2 separate regions of the Hordeum vulgare genome follow, and region 1 is linked to region 2. A link is a contact called in public Hi-C data. All regions are on one chromosome and are shown on one strand. Each heading gives the region's core, a stretch centred on a gene start, on an enhancer-like site or on the middle of the called end of the contact. The rest is flanking DNA. Distances are from core to core; before and after follow the strand shown. Region 1 holds the start of LOC123443083 (trans-cinnamate 4-monooxygenase). Region 2 has its middle 200 kb from the start of LOC123441527.

The links. A called contact is a pair of places that touch in the nucleus more often than the background predicts.
Region 1: a contact with region 2 is called in a Hi-C map of seedling, with 6 times the contacts expected there. The contact joins the promoter of LOC123443083 here to the enhancer-like site in region 2. A contact is called at or near these places in 1 of 6 Hi-C or Micro-C datasets (seedling) and 1 of 1 datasets of contacts at active chromatin or transcription factors (embryo).

What each region holds. Positions count from the first base shown.
Region 1 is chr3H:87,258,384-87,265,329 of MorexV3_pseudomolecules_assembly, forward strand. It overlaps LOC123443083 (trans-cinnamate 4-monooxygenase), which reads left to right and starts at 3,654. Exons shown (of 4, transcript XM_045119332.1): 1 at 3,654-4,128; 2 at 4,241-4,680; 3 at 5,673-5,794; 4 at 6,463-6,946. The coding sequence starts at 3,784.
Region 2 is chr3H:86,887,210-86,893,691 of MorexV3_pseudomolecules_assembly, forward strand. No RefSeq gene overlaps it. Among protein-coding and RNA genes, the nearest start is that of LOC123441527, 200 kb to the right of the region's middle. Within about 2 kb of position 1,727, at least 1 of the 3 cell types and tissues checked has open chromatin away from gene starts, as enhancers often do. A contact at or near this core is called in seedling, where this site is marked.

The DNA.
Region 1 (6,946 bases), core at 2,404-4,903, 370 kb after region 2:
AGAAAGTGGCTCAGGTCATTCCATATAACGAAGCTCATGGCGATGGAGTACGACCGGTGGCAAGTCTTGGTCCACTACTCCATCGCGTTGCTCAAGTTCTCATTTGGATGACACCGGTTGACCTTGATCCGTCAACGCTGGGTGTGGTCAGCGCAGCGGTGGCTCGGGAGGACCGAGAGGCTCAGGAGCGCCTCGAGGCACAGGCGGCCGCCGAGGCATACATGAAGGACCTCCGCCTCTAGCACCCCGATCTCGTGCAGGTAGAGAGGGCGATATTTGACGACAATGATGGGGAGATCATGGACATCCCCGACAACAAGGTGCAATGCGGCGAGGAGGGCGACAAGAAGGGCAGTGAGGAGGAGGTGTTCGATGTGAGGTAGTGACAAAGCATATTCCCGGATGATGATGCCAACGGCACCGGCCCGGACCTATGTCTCACCGGCGGTGGCGTGTCGAGGAAGGATTGGATCGACCTCCACCATGGCCGGTGAGTAGTCTAAGTTTAAGTTTAGTAGTAAGTTTGAATTTATGTGTAATATTCGATTGTCAAAAATATGTTAACCTTATGTTTAAATTTATGCAATTTTTGGTTGAAACTAGATTGAATTTATGCAAATTTATGTTTTACTCCGCTAAGTTTAGGGGACCGGTTAGGACTGGTCTAAGAAGATATTTTCCTCCTTGAATCTCCTCCCTTTCAGATGAGAAGAACAGATGAACCACTGCTCTGTACTCATTCGAAAAATACAATTTAGAAATGATTGATATGCAGGTACATGTTTATCATGCTTGCTATTCTTTTGGCAACTCACAATCATTTTTCATGGATCCCCGATTCAAAGATGGAGATGCCTTGGCGGATTGCCACGATGCTAGTCACCAAGTTGGAGATGAGGATACGATAGCTGAAGTGTCATCGGTAGAGAAAATGAAGAATATTAACATTGTGGGTGCATGAAGGAGGGTTGGTCGTCGGTGCCGGAGAATGACGGGCCTAGAGGCATGACAAGGCGACACATGGGATGTGTTTGGTTACCAACATCTTTTTTGCCACTTTGCATACTTGTCCGAGTTGGGCCTGGCTGAGCATATAAAGATAAAAAAACCAACATCTGCATGTTGATTTATTTTGTGCATCCCCTCTAGTTTGCATGTGCCGAAACGTAAGGAATGTTGTTTGGTTGTGGCTTTGTTTCAGGAGAAACACAAGTTCGGTTGTTTGGTTACATCCAGGATAATAGTGTGGTAACCTCCTCACCGATGTGGTGAGGTTACCAAAGGCACAAAAATAGAGCAACCAGAACAAACTTAAGCACACATCAAAGTTTAACCACAATAGAAGTTTAACATAGTACGCTAATTTTAAACGATAGTGCATCAATAGTATAGTCTTAAACAAACGACCAAAATAGAACTAGAAACATAGGTCATTTATGCAGTCACGGTAAAGGCCTCACCGTGCTTCTAGAACTTGGTGAACACCTCCACAGCATCGCCGTTGAAATTGGTCACCTTCATGCTGTTGGGGGTGAGCAACTTGAACGTCGCCATGTCTCCGAACCTAGCCTCGTGAACGGCGGCGAAGGTGGCCCAACCCTGATCAAGGGTGACCCTGTTGTTAATCACCTTTACTGTGACCCTCCATGAGCAGCCGATGTTTGTCTTCAGACTGAACTCCGTAAGCACGGTGGGGAAGTGCTTCGTGAAGTCCATAGGCAAAGGAAGAGGCTCCAACTTCGCAGCAAAGATCACCTTGCAGAAGTGGGTTGGTCTTGCCTCCTCATGGTAGTGCTCGTAGTTCCTCCGCTTGGCGCTTGTGTGATCCTGCACGAACACGTCGAGCAATGGTGGCACAACCTCCTTTCCCTTGTCCGTCTACATTATGAACAATAGACAGTTCAAAGGTCAACATTTATTTCTATCGGCCTGACGCTCCTATATTTACCCACACTACTTACCTAGCACCACACTCAAACCCTTCTCTCATTTTCACCTCCTCTCCTCTTCAACCTCTTCGTTTCACTACCTCTCCCTCCTCATGAACTCCAACCCCAACCCTTTCCCACAGGCATGCGATGGAGGCCCTTCTTCCTCGGGTGCTCGCTCGGTGACCGCACGAAGTTCGAGAACACAATGAAATTGTGCTTGAACTTCAGCAACATGGAAGACGTGTACAAGGAGGTCAACGTTGTGGCAAAGAAGGTGACACCGATGGAGTTGAAGACGCTGATTTCTAACCCTGCGAAGGATGCCGTCAGTCAACATCCTTCGATGGGCCATGAATCACGCCGACTCCAACGACGCTCGACAGAGGGCAAAGTGGGCCAAGTACAAGGAACACACGCATCCTAATGACCACTGTGTCGCATCCTACTAGATGACGAGGATTGTGGTGGATCCAGCGGAGGATGACGACGGGGTGCATATGAGGGACAAGGCGCCGGCGGCAGGTGACCGTGCAAGACCGATTGTTGTTGACGAAGACATTGCAGACGATGAGAAAGAAGATGATGAGGAAGAAAAGAAGATGACTACGCCCCACCGCCACTCGATGCGACTCTAGGGTCGTCACAGCTAGACAAAAAAGTTTTGACCCCAATCCCTCCCCCGATGTAATCGAAAATTTAGCTATGAACTCAAGAAGCCATCGGTGCAGAATCCAATCCCACACCCTCGATGTGTTCACTCCCCTCCCTAACTCTCTAATCGCTTGTGCAAATTAAATCTTGCACGAGTCGAAAGTAGTAAATCTTGAGACACATCAAAGATTTACCGCGATGGCCGATGCGCTCCGGTGGAGGTCTGCAGTTGGTGTGGTAGTAGCCGCGGTCTTGGATCGTCCTGCTGTCGCTCCGATGGTCGCCGTCTCGTGACTGCATCCACGCATTAAGAGGTGAGAAAGCGATGGGGAAGGAAGGTGAGTGTAACTTATGATTACGTTTCGGAAAACAACGCGACGTCTCCAAACTGCATCCATGCATGCACACATCAATATCCACGTGCCTAGGTTGCACCGTTCGGGTTTATCTTCAAAAAACAGTCAATTTCAACGTTTCTCTATATACAGGCCTAAAAATACTTTAGTATTCGTGTTATGCAAACCCAACAGTAAATACGGATAACCAAGTAAAAAAAAAATCCCACGAGACCGATTGAATACATGCGGGTAACCAAACACATCCATGCTGAGCAGAGGAGGTGAGGTGGCTCACGGTTAAGGGTGCGGCAAAGCATGGTGGTTGTCTTGTCACCCTTCCTTGTGTTCCGCGCGGCGGCTCCTCTGGTTCTCACGAACGACGAAACATGGAGGCCTCTTTCCCGATTCCAGGACCCCCGTGGTCGCGTTGCCGGCCAGAACCGCCATTTCGCTTGGTGTTGACATGGGCCACGAGCTTGGCCAACAGTTTCTGCGTGCGGTTGGTTGGTGTTGGCGGTGCTCCGGCCGCCAGCGCCATGTTCACTCACAACCCTTGCGACTTGCGAGTTTTGACCCGACCAACCCCTTGACTCACCAAACACCTCTTTCCCGATTCGCCATGCGCATCCTCCATAAAAAATGGTCCGCGCCAATGACACCCACCCACCCACCAAAATTGCAAGCCTCGTGTAGCACTTCGCATCCGTGGAGCCTGCCTGCCACCTACCTCCATCCAGCCCCACGCTATAAAATCCCCACCGCTCCCAATCTTGCGTCAAATCAATTCGACAGATCGACCCGCCCCTCCGCAGCGGCGACACACAGGCACAGGCACAGGAGCCACACACCGCGCCTACCCCCCGATGGACGTCCTCCTCCTGGAGAAGGCCCTGCTGGGCCTCTTCGCCGCGGCGGTGCTGGCCATCGCCGTAGCCAAGCTCGCCGGCAAGCGCTTCCGCCTCCCACCCGGCCCCTCCGGCGCCCCCATCGTCGGCAACTGGCTGCAGGTCGGCGACGACCTCAACCACCGCAACCTGATGGGCCTGGCCAAGCGGTTCGGCGAGGTGTTCCTCCTCCGCATGGGCGTCCGCAACCTGGTGGTCGTCTCCAGCCCCGAGCTCGCCAAGGAGGTCCTCCACACCCAGGGCGTCGAGTTCGGCTCCCGCACCCGCAACGTCGTCTTCGACATCTTCACCGGCAAGGGACAGGTAAATTAAGATCCACCTTATACTAGTTGAGTTTTAGTACTAGTACAGTAGTATTCCTCCTCCATCAGAACGCACGGGTCTCTGATTAAGCAGCAATCCCCAAATAATGCAGGACATGGTGTTCACGGTGTACGGCGACCACTGGCGCAAGATGCGGCGGATCATGACGGTGCCCTTCTTCACCAACAAGGTGGTGGCGCAGAACCGCGTGGGGTGGGAGGAGGAGGCCCGGCTGGTGGTGGAGGACCTCAGGGCCGACCCGGCGGCGGCGACCAAGGGCGTGGTGGTGCGACGCAGGCTGCAGCTCATGATGTACAACGACATGTTCCGCATCATGTTCGACCGCCGGTTCGAGACCGTGGCCGACCCGCTCTTCAACCAGCTCAAGGCGCTCAACGCCGAGCGCAGCATCCTCTCCCAGAGCTTCGACTACAACTACGGCGACTTCATCCCCGTCCTCCGCCCCTTCCTCCGCCGCTACCTCAACCGCTGCACCAACCTCAAGACCAAGCGCATGAAGGTGTTCGAAGACCACTTCGTCCAGCAGCGCAAGTAAGTATTCTACTTATATACGATAATACAGTACTATACTTAATTCGTGCGATTAGTGATGGATCCATGTTACGTTAAGCAAGTACTAGTCGACTAGTGCCGATTGGTGGTAGCTGACCAGCTGCGATGCATCGATCGGTGAGCTGGAAGCGAGGTTGGTGCGCCTACCGGCACATGTTGGGTAGGCTGATGTTGATGTGATCCAGATCACAGTGCTAGCGGCGTCGGTAACGTCGGGGAGCAGCAAGGTCAAACTTCTCGGCACAAATTATCATTGCTTGACCTTTTCAAGGCCAACCATCGATCGTACGTGTCGCTCTCGGCCCAACCAACACGCAATGACCCGTAGGATCCCCATGCCGCATGCTAGATTGCTCAATAGCTTGCACATCGCACACCCGGGATGCACGGGAGAGGAACTTGAGATCTTTGCTTGGCGTGGCATGCAAAGAAGATTAATAATGATATCGTGAGACAACCGCGCGCGCATCACGTGATTGTGATGTATCGGATCGGCTTTTTCAAAGCAAGGGCTTTAGTCGATGAATTTGCTCTCTGAATCGGTCGGAGGTCTGACTCATTCACCATCACACCCAGTCCACTGACCACACCGACAGTGGAAAGCGTCCAACATAAGTTGTTTGAATTATTCGTCTCAGGGGAGCGGGTCTACCAGATCCACAAATTTTGTTAGTAAGCCATGGGGAAAATGGCAAGTTAGAAAGTAGGCTAAGATGGCTGATTGCAGTACTCCTCGTTCGCCATTTTCCGTTGCCTGTTGCTCCTCATCTGGGACCACGTACGATAATGGAGCTGTTGGCTTGATCATCTAGATTTGACGGATTGGTCATGCCAACAAGCCAACACCCATCATGTACTTATATAGCAACGGGGCTGCATTTTACTGTACGCGAACCTTCTGATCACCCAGTTGTCCAGCTGGGAAATTAATCAGTAGTGGTTCCCTAACTTATCCGACATGACATTTGCAGGGAGGCGTTGGAGAAGACGGGTGAGATCAAGTGCGCCATGGACCACATCCTGGAAGCCGAAAGGAAGGGCGAGATCAACCACGACAACGTCCTCTACATCGTCGAGAACATCAACGTCGCAGGTAAAACTCAACGACAGCTAAATATTCGTACTGTGCTCGTCTTTTCTGTCCAGCCTAGTTTTGACAAGGGAAACAAATGTCGCGCCGGATAAAGAAACAGGGTATATCCTTTTCATGAAGATAGCAGTAGTCATATAGGAATATGATGTAGTCATGAGGTTGTCGGTGACGACCATTTCTTTGTTGGTTAATGAAAAATAGTACTAATATGAAAAGTAGCACGCGCGATTGGAACTTTATAATCAAAGAGGCCGCAACCTAACCTAACCTAACTTTCTCAACTTTTTGTTGTTAATTAGGCGGCGCTTAGCCGGCACAAGCACTTACACCGTACACCTAACCTTTTCTATTCCTACCAAGTGGTCAGCTTGGTAAGCTATCAACAAAAATTTGCAACCTTTTCTGTTCTTAATTAAGCGGCGCATTAAGGTATCACTTTCCTCAAGATCCAGTGATCCACTATTATTCCTTGAACGTGCGGGTAGCCTAGGTGTACACTTTGAGCTGTATAATACGGAGTAGTGCCAGTATTTGTAAATGGCAGCCACATGATTTATCACCAAACTTCGTTTTCCATCTCAACTTTACAACGCATTTCCCGCCCTAATGATTAATTGTCGATGCATGCAACAAATTGTTCACGAGGACCTTGGATTGATGCTTTGCAGCCATTGAGACGACGCTGTGGTCGATCGAGTGGGGCCTCGCGGAGCTGGTGAACCACCCGGAGATCCAGCAGAAGCTGCGCGAGGAGATCGTCGCCGTGCTGGGCCCTGGCACGCCGGTGACGGAGCCGGACCTGGAGCGCCTCCCCTACCTGCAGTCCGTCGTGAAGGAGACGCTCCGCCTCCGCATGGCCATCCCGCTCCTGGTGCCGCACATGAACCTCAGCGATGCCAAGCTCGCCGGTTACGACATCCCCGCCGAATCCAAGATCCTCGTCAACGCCTGGTTCCTCGCCAACGACCCCAAGCGGTGGGTGCGCGCCGACGAGTTCAGGCCCGAGCGCTTCCTCGAGGAGGAGAAGTCCGTCGAGGCCCACGGCAACGACTTCCGGTTCGTGCCCTTCGGCGTCGGCCGCCGGAGCTGCCCCGGGATCATCCTCGCGCTGCCCATCATCGGCATCACGCTCGGACGCCTGGTGCAGAACTT
Region 2 (6,482 bases), core at 477-2,976:
ACTAAATATATGTATTAAATTTTTTACATATTTATTTTGAAAACGTTAACCTTGTATTTAGATAATATTAAACATGTATACATATTTTTATGTATATGCAAAAACATAAGTTGTGAATACAAAAAAGTAGGAACATGTGTAAGAAAAATGAGTATATATTTTTAGAAGTGTCCGTGCAATTATAAAATGGTATGTTACACTATAAATATATGTTGACAAGTTCAATAAAATGTGTTAGGAACATTTTCAAACATATTTGTAGAATGTGGAAAAAGCTTTTGTAGTTCATAATAAATATTTTTTCATGGAACAAATGTTCCATTGTATTTAATATTTTGTAAAAAATATGAAAGCATGATATTTTTTGAAATGTTGAAAAGTCGCTTGAAAATTTTTATACATTTATAAAAAATGTATCTATACATAAAAAAATGGAAACCATGCATTGAAAAAGTAGACATAAAAACTTATGTTAATTTTTTTTCATGAATTTTAAATATTTGTAATATATAGTAAAGAATGTACAATACATATGCAAATTGTAGACTTGTGTTAAAAAATCAAAAGAAAACTAATCAAAACTGAAATAAAGAAACATAAAATGAAGAAAAAATACCAAGGCATGAAATAAAAGAATTATAATTAAGAGAGATAGAAAAACCGAGGAAACATAATGAGAATACATATAATACAGGACTAAAATTAAGAAATATAACCGAAGAAACCAAATGAAAAGCAAAGAAAACCACCATAAAAATAAAGAAAGAGAAAATAAATGGGAAACATTAGTTTAAATGAAAAAAACATGGAAATAAATAAATAAATCGAACAGAATACCACAAAGGAGTGGAAAAAAAGTCGATCTAACGTATAGCAATCGACAAGAGCAGCATGGATTATGGCTAAATGGGCTAGCCCGCTAGGTTGTCGTCGTAGCAATGGTTGTGCCAGGTATTCAATTATGTGTAATCAACTGAATCGTGTGTAGATAGGAGTATGCATTTGTAGGATTTTCTTGGCATGATATGTATTTGTTGTAGGATGTGTTTTACAAAAAGTTGTGTAGTCAATATACTACACACCTCATGTGTAGATTCTTCACTTGTCCGTAGGCGATTCCTATTAGGAATTAGAACGGGCGATACAGAGCTGTCGCACCCGTTATAGTTATTTTTTAAACCGTTGCAACCCCTCCCGTGTAAGCCTTGGGCTCATCCCATTAGTTATGTGAATATATTTTGAATGCGCAAATTTTTTCAAATTCATAAACTTCCCAAGTTTGTGAAAATTTTCAAATGCTCAGTTCCATGAATATTGTTTGAATGTTTTTTATAGAAAAAGTTGTGAAATCTTTTAAAATCCATGAACATTTTCAAAACAGTGATTATTTTGAATTTCTGAACCTTTCTAGTCCATGAACTGCTTTCAAATCTATGATATTTTTAGCCTATTTTTTGAGTTTCATGACATTTTCATATTTATGAGAATTATTTTAATTCATGTTTTTTGAAGTTCTTACATTTTCTTGAAGAGTCAAGTGTCAACGGTGGACCCTCAACCGCGACTGGTCAACTACTGAACCAAGCAACCAGGCAAACAGGAGTACCAGCGCGTCGCGAGCTAGCGGTCTTCTTGTTGTAAGGCCAACCACGGTATAGGGGTTGCATGAGCATTGGATCCTACCTCACGCTTAAGGCACTAGGGAGGAGGTGTCTCTGTTGGGCGTGCCTATACCTCGATTGACGAGGTACCAATACCATTATGGTGAGCATCTAGTTGGGTCAGCACAATAAGCCTCATGTGGATTAATTTTTCATTCTTCTTTTTCATTTGTTCATATTTTCGAAAACAAACTATGTACGTATATTCCAAATTTATATTAACTTAATAAATAAAGAATAGCTAAATCGATAAATGTGAACATAGTGTATAAAAATGGTTATTGTAATTTTTTTGTGTTGATAGCATTAAAAAAGTGTTTATGACATTTGAAGAATGTTAAGTGTTTAAAAAAATGTATGTGGCATTTAAAAAAATACAATGTAAATCAGATGTTTGTAAAAATTTAAACTAATGTTTGGTATCATTCAAATAATGTAAGTTTATTTTCTAATTTTTTTTGCATGTTTCTGGTTTTATTTACATTTTAAAAATGATTGTGGAAAAAACACATATTAAAAAACATTGTCTTATTGGAAAATATTCAAAACGCTTGCTTTTCTAGTCAAAATATGTGTTTGAAATAATGTTAATTTTGTATTTGAAATTAATGTTTTATATGTATACGAAAAATATACTGTGCATATGATAAAAGTAGACAAAAACATATAATTTAAAATGTTAATCATGTATTTGAAATATACTCCCTCCGGCTCAAATTAATTGTCTCAAAGTTTACCAAAAGTAGATATATCTAACACTAAAATATGTCTAGATACATCCAGTCTTAAAGTTTACCAAAAGCAGATATATATAACACTAAAATATGTCTAGATACATCCATTTTTGTCAAACTTTGAGACAATTAATTTGAGACAAGGGAGTAGTAAATATGCATTTTTTACTAACATATAAAAAATTGCACACCGTGTAGTTGAAAAATGTTCAATGTGCATACACCAATGTTCAATACACACAATAAAAATGTGCATGTGGACTGAAAGAAGACATATATTAAAAATCCAAAAAAATTCGTGAAGACACAAAAGAAAACCAAAGAAATCGATACATAAGAGTGAAACTCAGAGAAAACCAAAGAAACCAAAAATGAGAGGAAAAATAATAATTTAAAGAAAAAAGAGAAAAAACACAAAAAAAAGGGAAACCCACACATAAAATTTAGAGAGAAAAATATGCACTCAAAAGTCCGTTGTGCATTAATCTTGAAATGGGCCGCATGCATTGTAGCTACCCTATAACAGTTCAAGCGAGAGGAGCTACGATCTTGCTATAAGCGCCATATAGCTCATGTGTCTTCTGTATGTCCGTCTACAATCTTCACCCTTTTGTCCCGTTGGCGTAGCACCGATGTGAGCAAAACCACTTCTGGCGACGTCATGATCGCCGCGCTCTGCATCATCCGCCCTGGCCCATGCTATGGGATCGAGAAGAGGCGTCCAGAGGGGGGGGGGGGGGGGGTTGAATAAACTACTTGACCAAATACAAACTTAATCTTTTCTCAACTTTATTAGTTGGCAAGTTTTAGCAATTCTAACAAGTCTAGCGCATTATACACATGCAATTATACGAGTACAACAGCGGAAAGTAGACATGCACATGTAAGTAAGGAGTAGAGATAGAAAAATCAAACGCAATGAAGACACGAAGATTTTTGGCGTTGTTCCGTTAGGTGGTGTTACCGTACGTCCACGTTAATGGAGACTTTAACCCACGGAGGGTAACAGTGGTGCGAGTCCACGGATGGCTCCACCCACAAGGGGTCCATGAAGAACCAACCTTGTCTATTCCACTATGGCGTACGTCCACGAAGGACTAGCCTCACTCAGGCTAGATCTTCACGAAGAAGGCAATCTCCTTGCCCTTACAAACTTCTTGATTCAACTCCACATGATTTGGAGGCTCCCAAGTGAAACCTAACCAATCTAAGAGACACCACTCTCCAAAAGGTAATAGATGCGGTATGGATAATGAACTCCTTGCTCTAGTGCTTTAAAAGATAGTCTCCTCAATACTCAATCGCTCTCTCAGAGAATTTAGCTTCGTAGAAGAGATTGATTGGGTGGAAAGAAACTTGGGGAGGCTAGAAATCAAGATTCATATGGTTGGAGTTGAAGATCTTGATCACAACACATGAGTAGGTGGTTCTCTCTCATGAAATGAATGATGGAAGTGATTTTCTTGTTATAAGTGCTCTCTCAACGAATGAGAGGGATGTGGAGGGGTATATATAGACATCTCCAAAAATCCAGGCGTTACAACATTATTGACCAACTCGGTGGAACCGTAGTAAAAACTTGGTTGCACCGACTAGTGCAAAATTCTCTCACTTTTGTCTTCTCAGTGAGAACGATAGAAAGCATCTCGGTGAGACCGATTCCGTTGACCTAGGCAGTTCCATAGACTCGGTGAGGCTGACTTGTAAACTCAGAAATTCCATTTTTTGCAGATGGGCAACATCAAGTTGGTCACTGCTTTTCGGCTGTACGGAAGCGAGTCTCGGTTGTACAAATTTGCTAGGGTTTGGCTTGACTTCTGTCCAAGGAAAACTCGATGTGGCCGATATGTAGAAAGTTCGTGGCACCGAATTTGACTTTAGGGTTTTGGAAAAAATATTTTGTGGGAGAAATGTTGAGGCTTTTGGTGGTTAATCTCTAAGCACTTTGAGCAACCAGATCATCATATATACCTCATCCTCTTTTAATAGTATTGTCTTTCTTATGGAATCAGATGTGATTTTTCACATAAATATAAAATATAGAGTCTTGAAGCTTTGTCAATCCTATTATTTTCCTTCTTGGGGATCCTCCTCACTATTCCCAACTACTGCAATCTTTTGACTTAATCCGAAATACACTAAGTAGAATTGTTAGTCCAAGAGATAATGCATGTTGTCAACAATTATCAAAACCTCCAAGGGAGCATTTGCGTTTTCAATCTCCCCCTTTTTAGTAATTGATGACAACATACAATCAAAGCTTTAATTTAGAATAAGCAGTAAAATGTGATAGCTTTGAGAGACATATTGTTAAGAGCATATTTCTCCATGTGTGGTTTTGGTAATTGCTCACAATCCCTATGGACTAATGGTTGCCTTGAGTTATATTCGACAGATTTATCCATAGACACTTCTTGAATTCCATCTATTGGTTTCAAGGAGTTTATATGGTGACCAATGTGGTATTCAAGGTTTTATCCAAAGATTGGTCATGTGAGAGTTGAGCTTATTGCAAGCATATCTTGAAGAATAAGATTGTGTGAAAATTCATGTTTATCTTCAAGACATCAACTTTATGAAGACAGAAGATAAGATACAAGGTTGATGAAGACTAAGTCAAATAGTAAATCAAGTTGATCAACACAGAAAGTGTACAAGATGTACCGAGAGGGATCAAATGATCCCATGGTATGGTAAGCATTGTCCATTACACTTTGTGTACTACCCCATGGTCTACGTGAGAGTTCTATGTGGGGTTAGGTATGTTTCCATGGGCTTGCGTCAAGAGAAAGATCTCATATAACCCATTGAGGATGACATCAAGTGGTGATCGTCATCAAGATTGCGGTGTGCAAGTTCAAGTGGAGCATCACGAAGAGATCATGCTTGAAGCTTGTTGTCCATTATGGTGACAATGGACTTGTGAAGAAGTGCCGAAGAGTGGCTCACCCATAGTGAAGTATGGGGGATCAATCAACTAGTCTTCATCGAGCCATCATAATTAAGAAAGGTGGTCCATCTTGAGGAAGTCAAGATCATCATCATCTAGCTCAAGTGGACTATGTGCAAGGTATAGGTTTTCCTTAATAGGTTCTCTATTTTACATGTCTCATGGTGGTAGTTGGGAGACCAGGTTATATGATCGATTGTTGTACTAACAACGGGGGCTCTCAAGTGAGTATCTTGATCGTATCGTTTGTTGAGATATCAAACCATTTGCATCCTTGCATCATCTTTCTTGGTTCTTGTTTGGTGTTTCTCTTTGTGAGTTTTAGAGCTTATGGTCATCTTCATGACAAGCTCGAGTTCATCGAAAAGGGAGATCATATGCATCTTCTATGATTTTTTGATGTTGGAGTTTTGCTGGTTCTTCATTCATAGAGATTTTTCACCTCTACATCATTCATCATTTGGATAGTACTTGTCGTTTTCTATCCAGCAAGCTTGAGTTTTTCAATTCGGAGCTCGTATGCAAAAGTTATGGCAGTTTAATTTCTCAAAATAGTTCTCGGTGCTTAGGCGGTAGTACTACTCGATACCAGGGTAGTGCCGCTTAGACGATACATCCGCTATGTGCTATCGCGGGTACTACTTCTTATTTTGGTGGTTCTATTGCTCTGCTCTTCACTCACGGTAGTAGCGTGGTAGTAGGGCAGTAGTAGTGCCCGCTCGCTAGTACCGCTATTACTACCGCTTATTTTTCTGGTTTTAGTCTCTTATTCATTTAAGCTATAGTAGGGCGATAGTGGGGCACGGTACTACCACCCTGCTCCCACTCTCCTACCGTTGTTACCTTGGTACTACATCCCCAGCGGTACGCTGGTAGTACCGCTGGGTCGGCCGGTAGTACCTCTTTGACGGCACTACCGCCTTGAGGTTTCTGCCGTTTGCACTCTTTTACTGTAACTACCGTGCTAAATGGCTAGTGCACATAACTGTTGGATTTGGAGAGGCCTATAAAAGGGGTTTTTCTTCCCCATTGCTCCTTATCCTTTGAGCTCATATCCCCCCCCCCATTGTTGACCTTCTTCGATCTTGCTATTTCTCGATCCCTCCAATGATTCTTACTAGTTCTTGAGGGAAAATA